2 separate regions of the Mus musculus genome follow, and region 2 is linked to region 1. The links are chromatin contacts, called in public Hi-C maps. All regions are on one chromosome and are shown on one strand. The core of a region is the stretch at or near the end of the contact, and the rest is flanking DNA. Distances in the headings are between cores, read along the strand shown.

Region 1 (4,249 bases), core at 1,347-3,846:
GAAGGGGAGATACAAAAACTACTAACGTGGGCACAGCTATTCCCCAGAAGCCTCTGGCTTGGGTGTGGGTCAGCGAAGGTCAAAAATCTTCAAGGAAGCTGTGCGCCATGACGGGAACACCCTGCTGTTGGGATGGTCGGAGACAGACTTGCATTTCCGAGTATGCCCACCTTATACCTTACATAGGGAGAAGAGAGGGGCTGTCAAAATCAATGCGAGTAGGAAGAGAAAGCACCCGTGAGAGCAGCCAGGACTGGCTGGCGAGTGTGGAGCCAGCCACGCAGCGCTGAAGGCTAAAGAAGCTAGGGGAGTGGGGGAGAGAGGGAGGGGGGTCGTCTTTATATTTTATCAGCAGAGACGTTTGGAAGGTGAGCTGAGCCTTCTATGGCCCAAGTGATATTTTCCCACGGCTCCTCCCCATCCACGAGCGCCTCCTTCCAGCCCTCCCAGTACATCTGTCCACAATAAAGGAGGATCAGCTAGTGTTTGTGTGGAAACAGCGTGACCAGAGCAAGCTCAGGGGTGAGCCAGGCTGGCTGGGGTGAACCAAGCTGCCCGCCTAGCTGCCCATCTCTGGAACAGACATGAAGGCCTCCAGAGTTAGGAGTCGTCAAGCCACTGCTGCAGTTATTTTCTGTGCTGAGAAGTTGCTGCGTGCCTGTAAGGTAACGGGACGGAGTCTTCGGTATCAGGAGCCGGTTCCTCCTCAGCCCACATAGGCCCAGCAGTTAACACAGTAAGGCAACAAAGCCATCTCATTCTTCAGATGTCAGCCATGCATCACCACCAGTCACAGGACAGACAGACAGACAGACAGACAGACAGACATGTGCGCGCACGCACAAGTCACAGGAGAGACAGACAGACAGACACACCAGTCACAGGGCAGACACACACGCATGCACAAATGCATGCACAGGTCATTACCCATCCATCTGTCTGTCTGTTTGTCTCTGTCTCCTTTTTCTTCACCCCCTTTTACCTTCTCATGAGTGCAAAGAAAAACCAAAATTCCATCTGAAGTCCAGAGTACCTGGATACCCTTGTGCCCTGTCCTGCTTTCCCCTGAATCCTAAACCTAGCTAAAGCTTCCTCCTTTCTTCCAGTGGGTAACACTCAGTCCTAGTCGTATATGTTCTGCCTCAAGGGCATAAAATTAATATAGAAATGACATTTTATGTAGTGGAAGCCTTTGATACAACAGTGCAAATGGCTCTGCTTTGGGAAGTCAGCAATCAGACATGAAATGGTACCATTGGGCTGCTCACTGGGACAGCACTCTGGCTTTCTGCCCTGCCTCCCACCCCCAAAATCTAACTCTGAAAAGCGACGCAAAAAGGTATTTGGAAGAGGACAAGGAACTGTGGTTATTTTATGAAGACTAGCTCTCAGATTCACACAGCAGCATTTTTTCCACCTTTTTAAAAGTCTTAACTCAGACAAGAAAAATTGGATGCCTTCCCCCAATAGAGTCTCTGAACTGTACTTAATGAAAGCTTGGGTAACTCGTTTGGATTTTGAAAGACAGAAGACCCTGCCCGTTGCTGACTAGGGTTTAATTGCGTAATGAGGCAGCCAATCCGATTTTTATCTGATTTAGACGCCTTGCAAAATAAGCTCCCACAGGTCTGCCCACTTTTTGCCAACATGTCCTGGCAACTTCTGTTGACTCTGTTTACTACAAAAGTGATTGGTTTCATAAAGGCCCGCTGACTCATTTTTTTGTTTATTTGTTTCTAGTCTAAGGTAGCCTAGGCTGACTTGGAACCCCCCCCCCCCCTACATAGCCAGGGATGACCTTGAACTCCTGATCCCCCTGCTTCTGGCTTGTATTGTGCTAGGGATGGAACGCAGGACTTTGTACATGCTAGGCAAGCAAGTCCATGAAGATGTTTTCATTCCAGTCTATCGTGAACAGTGGCCACATTTGCCCTTTCTTATCCTTTCCAGTTCCCCGCCTCCCTGTCCTGCCAGTCCCTTTCTGTCCCCAAGTCCCTCCTTATCTATTTATAGAGTGAGTGTGGATGCATGTGTATATAAAACCTATGTTCTGCATGTGAAGGAAGACATACAGTATTTGTCCAGGCTATTTCTCTTAATTCTCCTCTCTTCAAGGGACTTGGCTTCTTTACCCAGGAATTCATTCAGAACTCTGGCCCTGTGGTACACATCAGAGAATGGAGCCGTATGGCTCCTGAGGAGCTGGCTGTAGCCTGTATTTCTTCTTTTAAGAAAATACCCTATGTTGCTAGAAGGTGTTCATTCACCTGATTTAGTTCCCACCAGGCTGAGAAGGGGGCAAAGTACAGAAAATATGGTTGCCTCCTGTCAGATCCACCCACCTCCCCAGGCAAGTACAGTGCAAGGGAGACCTGGGTGGGTGGGTCAGGGTGAAGGGCCTGCCAGAGAACCCCTTAACAATCCCCACCTTCACAGCCGTAACTGAGAGAAGACTCTCACTAAAGCTGCTGTCTGCATTCTCCTTCTGCCCCAAAGCTCACAAACTAGGCAGGTTCCCAGCTTGGAGCTGGCTGGTGGAAGCCCGGGCTCTTGTTTGCTGTGGAGTTGTCTGGGCAGCAGAGCAGAGAGACATGAAGAGATTAGTCAAAGCAGAAGGCCCAGAAAGGGCAGTCCTCCCAGCCTGGCCAGGAGGGATCCTGTATTGGGTAGAGGAGGCAGGGGCCTGTCTCCAGCAAACTTATAGGTACCAAACCTTGTCCTTTCTAAGATAGGCTAGAGGCTGTAACCTAGAAGATAGTGCATCTACTTTGGAGATTCACACAACCAACCCCTGGCTGCAGATAAGGAAATTTTCTCATTTAGCAGATAAGGCAATAGAGGCCATTTAGGCTGGGTAACCTGCCGGGACCTGTTGTTGGATAATCAGGAAGATATCATCGCAGAGAATATACGCTGATGTATTTCTTCATCTTTAACAGTTTCCTAACTTCTTGAGATGTGTTCTCCATAGTTTTGTTTGCATGCTGCCCCTAAGGGACTTAGGTTTTTTTTTGGTTTCGTTTCGTTTTGTTTTAAATCTTCAGGGATCCCTGGAAAAAGCTCAACACATGGTAACAACATGTACAATATGGTAATAACAGTACCATGTGTGTGTGTGTATGCGTGTATGCGTGTGCTGCATACACTTGCTGGCATAGGTGCGAGCGCGTGTGCCTGTAGCTGCTCATGTGTGCACATACATGTGGAACCCAGAGGCCCATGCCAGCTTCCCCTGGTGTCTTTCCACCTTTTTTGTTTGCTTGTTTTGACAGTTTCTCACTGAACTGTTTTGGCTGGACCGGCCTTAGGGCTCTACCTGCCTCTCACCACAGATAGGGTCATACATGCCCCCACGCCCAGCCTTCTGCCTGGGCTCTAGATTCCTAACCTCAGGTCCTGCTTCTTTGGCAAGCACTCTGCTGACTGAGCGTTCTCTCCAGTCCAGAACCATCTCTGTTTCTCAATAACAAACGTGTTAGGGTTGTGTTGGGTAGTTACAAACTCTTAGTCAAAAACCACACTGCACGTTAGTGCATGTGAAAGTTTCACAAGCACCCGAGACCTTGGGACCCTGTTTTCTGTCACCAAGGAGGAGGATATGCCGTTCTCTTGTACTGACGCTCCAGAGGGAGGCCTCTGCCCAACGGGTCTCAATCCAGCTCCTTTCTGTATCCGCGCCTCTCATAGAGTCCCATAAAACTTCCAGATCCTTCCCAGAAATACACACCTCAAGCAGCTCCCAGTAAGCCCTTTATGGACTGAACTCCTGACCCAGGTCCCTCCTTCCCTATCCTCTTGGCCTCCACATTCAGGTTTGCCCCTTCTTCACACAGGAGCTGCCTCTGTTTGGCTCTTCATAGATGCTAATGAGAAATAGAGGGGGGGGGAGGGTCCAGCTCCTGAGGGGAGGGGGGAGGACAGGCTCTACAGCTGCCTGCTGTGAAGGACTGAGTGAGCTCTCTTCTGCCACCTTAGTGAGTGTGTCCCAGATGACCTGGTGGAAGTAAGCATTGAGCGTCCTCAGAAGTTTAATCTCTGAGATTGCTCCCAGTTTGGGCTCTAATACAATGTTTGATGTACAGTGGTGTCCGTTGGTTTTATGAGACACTATATAATAGAAAGTATTGCTATTTTTAAAACGAATCAAATAAATTAACATCTTAAAAAGAATTTCTTTACCTGTGTGTACAAGGCCCAAGTGGAGGTCAGAAGAAACTTGGAGTTACTTCTCCCCCAGTAGGTGAGTCCT
Region 2 (4,265 bases), core at 1,470-3,969, 190 kb before region 1:
TGTATGTGAGGATGCACACATACACACATAAAACACATGTGCCACAGTGCACATGGAGAAGTCAGAGGATAACTGTAAGGAGTTGCCCTTGCCTTTCCAGTAGCTTCCAGTTGTCAAACTCGGGTTGTCAGGTATGAACAGCAAGCTCCTTCACCCCACGAACTATCTTTGGGGGCCCCCTCCAGCCCCCACCAGGGTTTCTCTGTGTAACAGCCTTGCCTGTCTGGAACTCTCTTTGTAGACCAGGGTGACACCAAAGTCTCAGAGCTCTTCCTGCTTCTGCTTCCTGAGTGCTGGGACTAAAGGCATGCACCACCACGCCCAGCCAGGCCTGTGCCTTTAAAAAGCCCTTTCCACTCAAACCATGAACGCACACACAGATAGATGCCTTTTGAATTTTTCAAATTGGTAATGAATGAATATAGTCAAATTAAACAAGTAAGCCTAAGGTATTATGCCAGGCAGGTAGGATGAGGACAGTCAAGGGACTGTCACCCCTGAGCCACACTAAGTCTGCAGAATGAGCAAAGACTTGGCAGTATCCCATTTATCCTGACCAGTTCTCAGGCTGACATCTCAAGGTGACAGTTTGTGACAGGTAACACGAAGAACTGAAAACATGTCAATCCAGGGCCAGCCTAGGGAAAGCCCTGTCCAATTTTATCATGGTCTGTGAACTCCATCTCAAGGATTTTTGACTGAGGAATGCTGTACCCCTGGCCAGTCATCCTATTTAGGCGTAGGATCCACCAAAGAAAATTACTTTTCCTGCCAGTGAGGCGGATATTCCAAGCATCAGGTCGTAACACTAGGTTAGCCTTACCAGGGGTGACTAGTTAATGTCAGAGACCACCCAGGGTAGGACTCAGCAGATAGAACTGAGTGACCTGCCCCCCATGTCTATAGACTTCCCCTTCATCCTCGCCTCAGTTTTTAAGAAGCGGCTGGAAATGGACTAGGTATTTGGATTTCTATGAAAACTTGCATTTCTTCCTTGTGCTAGCCCTTCTGGGTCCGTTTGATGTCTCTGATTGCAGAGTCCCACAGTCTTCACCCAGTGTGGCTCACTGATTGCGGGCAGAGAACCTGAGCCTGCCTTTTTTTTTTTTTTTTTTTTTTTTTTTTTTTTTTTTAAATTAATGTTGGGAGAATGCTGCTTGCTGGCCATGTTCCATGGATACCTAGGAAGCAAAGGCCAGCCCTTGGGAACGTCCCTGGCTTGACCCACATCCCATATGAGTGTAACCAGTGAGCCTTGAACGTTATCCCAAAGTCTCAATGAACATAGATTTAAGGAGCTGAAGCGAAGACTGTAATTTTCTGATCTGGAAGAGACTGTAGAGAAAAGCTCTCTCTCCTTGTCCATGTTAAATATACAGAGGTCCAGCGTGTATCTCTGGGGATCACACAGGACTCCAGTGGTTTAAGGCAGACTTAGTATAGGTGACATTAAGTTTGTCCTGGAACTTCTGTAGTTGGGAACAGAGGGAGAGAACTCTACTGCTACCTTGGGTACCTTGTTACGAGTCCTGTGGTTCAGAAATCTGTAAGTGGGGAGGTCAGGGTTGAGGGGCGACCCTACCACCTGACCTGTATTCAGAATTGTTTCCCTGAAGAAGTGGACACAGGCCATTGGCTCAGCTCCTAGAGTGAAGGCTAGGACCAAGGGCCTGACAACCCGAGTTCAACACATGATGGAAAGACAGAGTAGACTCCAGCTAGCGAGTTATACTCTAACTCTATATGCAAGCACACACCTGGATGAGTGAATGATTTTTTTTTTTAAGGACCAAATAGGAAGTAGCAAGACAGGCTCTTGAGAGGACAGTGGCAGTGGCTCCTTGTTCTCTTTCCCTTCCTGTTGTCTGTCTCACATCATAGGATATGTGTGCCCGTGTGTGCTTCTCTGACAGAGATGCCCTTGAGTTGGTTTTATGGTGTGTTCTCTTGCTAGCCACAGGTTCCTACCTCTGTATGTCATGCCCCCCCCCCCCCACACACACACCTCCTCCACCACCTGTCAATCTGACCTTTAGATCCACCTGGGTGAAATATTTGGCACTCCCTATGAGCTCTTTGAGGTTGCCATGAGGAACTCTTCTTACTTGCCCTGCTGGGCTCTCAGGATCCCCACCCTGACCCCCCTGAAGTGTGTCGGCTAACTTGAATGCATGTGGACTGTGTGGATCTTGCAAGCTCTCCAGCTACTTCTCCAAAGGAGAATACAGAATGTCCTAGAAATTGGCCTTCTGCCCCCATGAATGTGGTGGCATTTTCCTCTCAAATTGTCTTGTTCCTATCACAAGAAAACCTTGAAGTGTGGACTTAGGAACTTCTGTGCTAATCCTGTGATTTTCTGGTCCTCTTACGGATTTGCTGGTGATGCCAGATTTTACTGCAGACTTTTATGGGTGACTGTGATCAAGGACTTCAAGATTTGTGTTCCTTGAGCTATTAGAGATCTAGAGTTTGTTTTGAGTCCAAGAAAGAATTGGGACCTTTGTGTTGTGTGTATATATAGGAAAAGGATAGGAAGTTAATAATTAATAAGGGGGACTGCAATTGGGTTGTAATATGAATAAAAAAGAATAATATTGATTAATTTTAAAGAGGCATGTGGATTTTTTTTTTTTTAAATGCAGGGTTCAAAGGTTAGGAGCTGTTCTGATAACGTTGCCATAGGAAACAGGTGCAGAGAAGATCTGGTTAGGAAAACAGAGTCTGACAGGGCAGAAGTGGTGCACGTTTTTAATCCCAGTGGCACTCAGGAGGCAAAGGCAGGTGGATCTCAGAGTTCCCAGGCCAGCCTGGTCTACAAAATGAGTTTCTGGAAGAAACAAAGAAAGAAACAAAATCCCCCAAACCCAATCTTACCCGTGAGGCAAGAAAGCAGGGGTGCTGACAGAGGAGGACATTGAACGTGGTCTCTTTATGACCCAGCTCCTTGTGTTTCTGGCAGAGCACACAGCACAGGGAACACCGGGGACTGAGAAATGGAAACCCAGAGGATGGCCTTGACAAAGTCATTTGAGGACAGAGACAGGATTTGAGCTCAGGCTTTCTTCTGCAAAGGACTTGAGTAATTTTGTATCTCTTGCCATGTCTGCCAAGGCTTTTGAGACAAGCTAGTGGTTTCCCTGGGCGCCCAACTCAGCCTTGTGAGGAGAAGGAGGGGAGGAGATGCAAACTCATTAGATCCTATCAAGAATGCTTTGGGGTGTGGTGTGGTGTGGTGTACAAGGTGAGATGGATGTGCCTCAGTTGCTTCCCAGTGATTTCCTGACCTACAGGGAAAATCCAACGTATGTGCTCATTTAGAATTTAGCTTTCTGGTAGAGTGTTAGGAAGAACAATTCCTTTCAAAGGAGCAAACGTAAGACATGTGGGGTTTGATGCTAACAATGTATACTTAATGTATGCATGTTTAAAAAAAAGGCATGAAGAATTTACTATGGACATTGACTTTGAAGTACAGATATTTATAGACAAGTCAAACAAAACAGACTCAATGCCAGAGAGGCACAGATTTGGCGTGGGCTGCTGTTTGTAGAGAAAAATGTAACTGCTGAACCTAGCAGGCTCATGGGGCGTGGGGGGTGCGTTTCCTAGTGCGTCGCATTTGGAAGGTGGGCGTTGGTAATTCTCCTCGTGGCTATATTAGGTGTCACCCAGTATTGTGCAACAAAGAGCAAAGGGAGGAAGGCAGGTGAAGGCACTTCGTAGACCTGGGATTGTTCCATATCAGAGTGAGCTTCAAGTCCGGGTCTTGGTTCATCACTACAATGCCCACGGGAAGATGTTACTATCTTCCCATAACTCACAAACTCCCAGAGAACTCTAGGCTTTCTGCCATGGTATATCACTTGTGCAGGGATATGGATGAGGGTAACATTTCAAAGAATCCCCAGAAAGTCAGGTTTCCAAGGCCTTACTTATTTTTTTGAGTTTTGTTTCTGCCGCTGTGATGAATTACTCTGACACAAAGTAACTTAGGGAAGAAAGGGTTCCTTTCAGCTCCAAAGCCAGGTTGTATCCATCACTCTGAGGATGCGACTGCCCTCCACATCACACCCACAAACAAGGGCAGAGAAATAAAAACGAGCGCATGCTTATGCTCACTTTAGTTTCTCTGTTCTGATACAGTGCCCCAAACCGAGGACTAGTGCTGTCTGCTTCCCATATCCTTTAATGATCAAGACAACCCCTCAGCCCTATACTCACAATCCAGGCAGTTCCACATTGAGACGCTTCAGATTTTAGATTCT

Evidence for each region. A called contact is a pair of places that touch in the nucleus more often than the background predicts.
Region 2: a Hi-C map of liver shows a contact between it and region 1, with 2.1 times the contacts expected there. The contact joins two enhancer-like sites. A contact is called at or near these places in 1 of 15 datasets of contacts at CTCF or cohesin (the NIH/3T3 cell line), 3 of 484 Hi-C or Micro-C datasets (granulocyte-monocyte progenitors, liver and nephron progenitors), 3 of 115 datasets of contacts at active chromatin or transcription factors (embryonic basal ganglia, embryonic stem cells and fibro-adipogenic progenitors) and 1 of 9 other capture datasets (adipose tissue).

What each region holds. Positions count from the first base shown.
Region 1 is chr12:99,231,883-99,236,131 of GRCm38.p6, reverse strand. All of the region lies in intron 4 of Foxn3 (forkhead box N3), which reads left to right. Among named protein-coding and RNA genes, the nearest start is that of 4930474N09Rik, 71 kb to the right of the region's middle. Within about 2 kb of position 2,596, at least 37 of the 459 cell types and tissues checked have an H3K27ac peak or open chromatin away from gene starts, as enhancers often do. A contact at or near this core is called in liver, where this site is marked.
Region 2 is chr12:99,417,380-99,421,644 of GRCm38.p6, reverse strand. All of the region lies in intron 1 of Foxn3 (forkhead box N3), which reads left to right. Among named protein-coding and RNA genes, the nearest start is that of Gm51999, 27 kb to the right of the region's middle. Within about 2 kb of position 2,719, at least 19 of the 459 cell types and tissues checked have an H3K27ac peak or open chromatin away from gene starts, as enhancers often do. A contact at or near this core is called in liver, where this site is marked.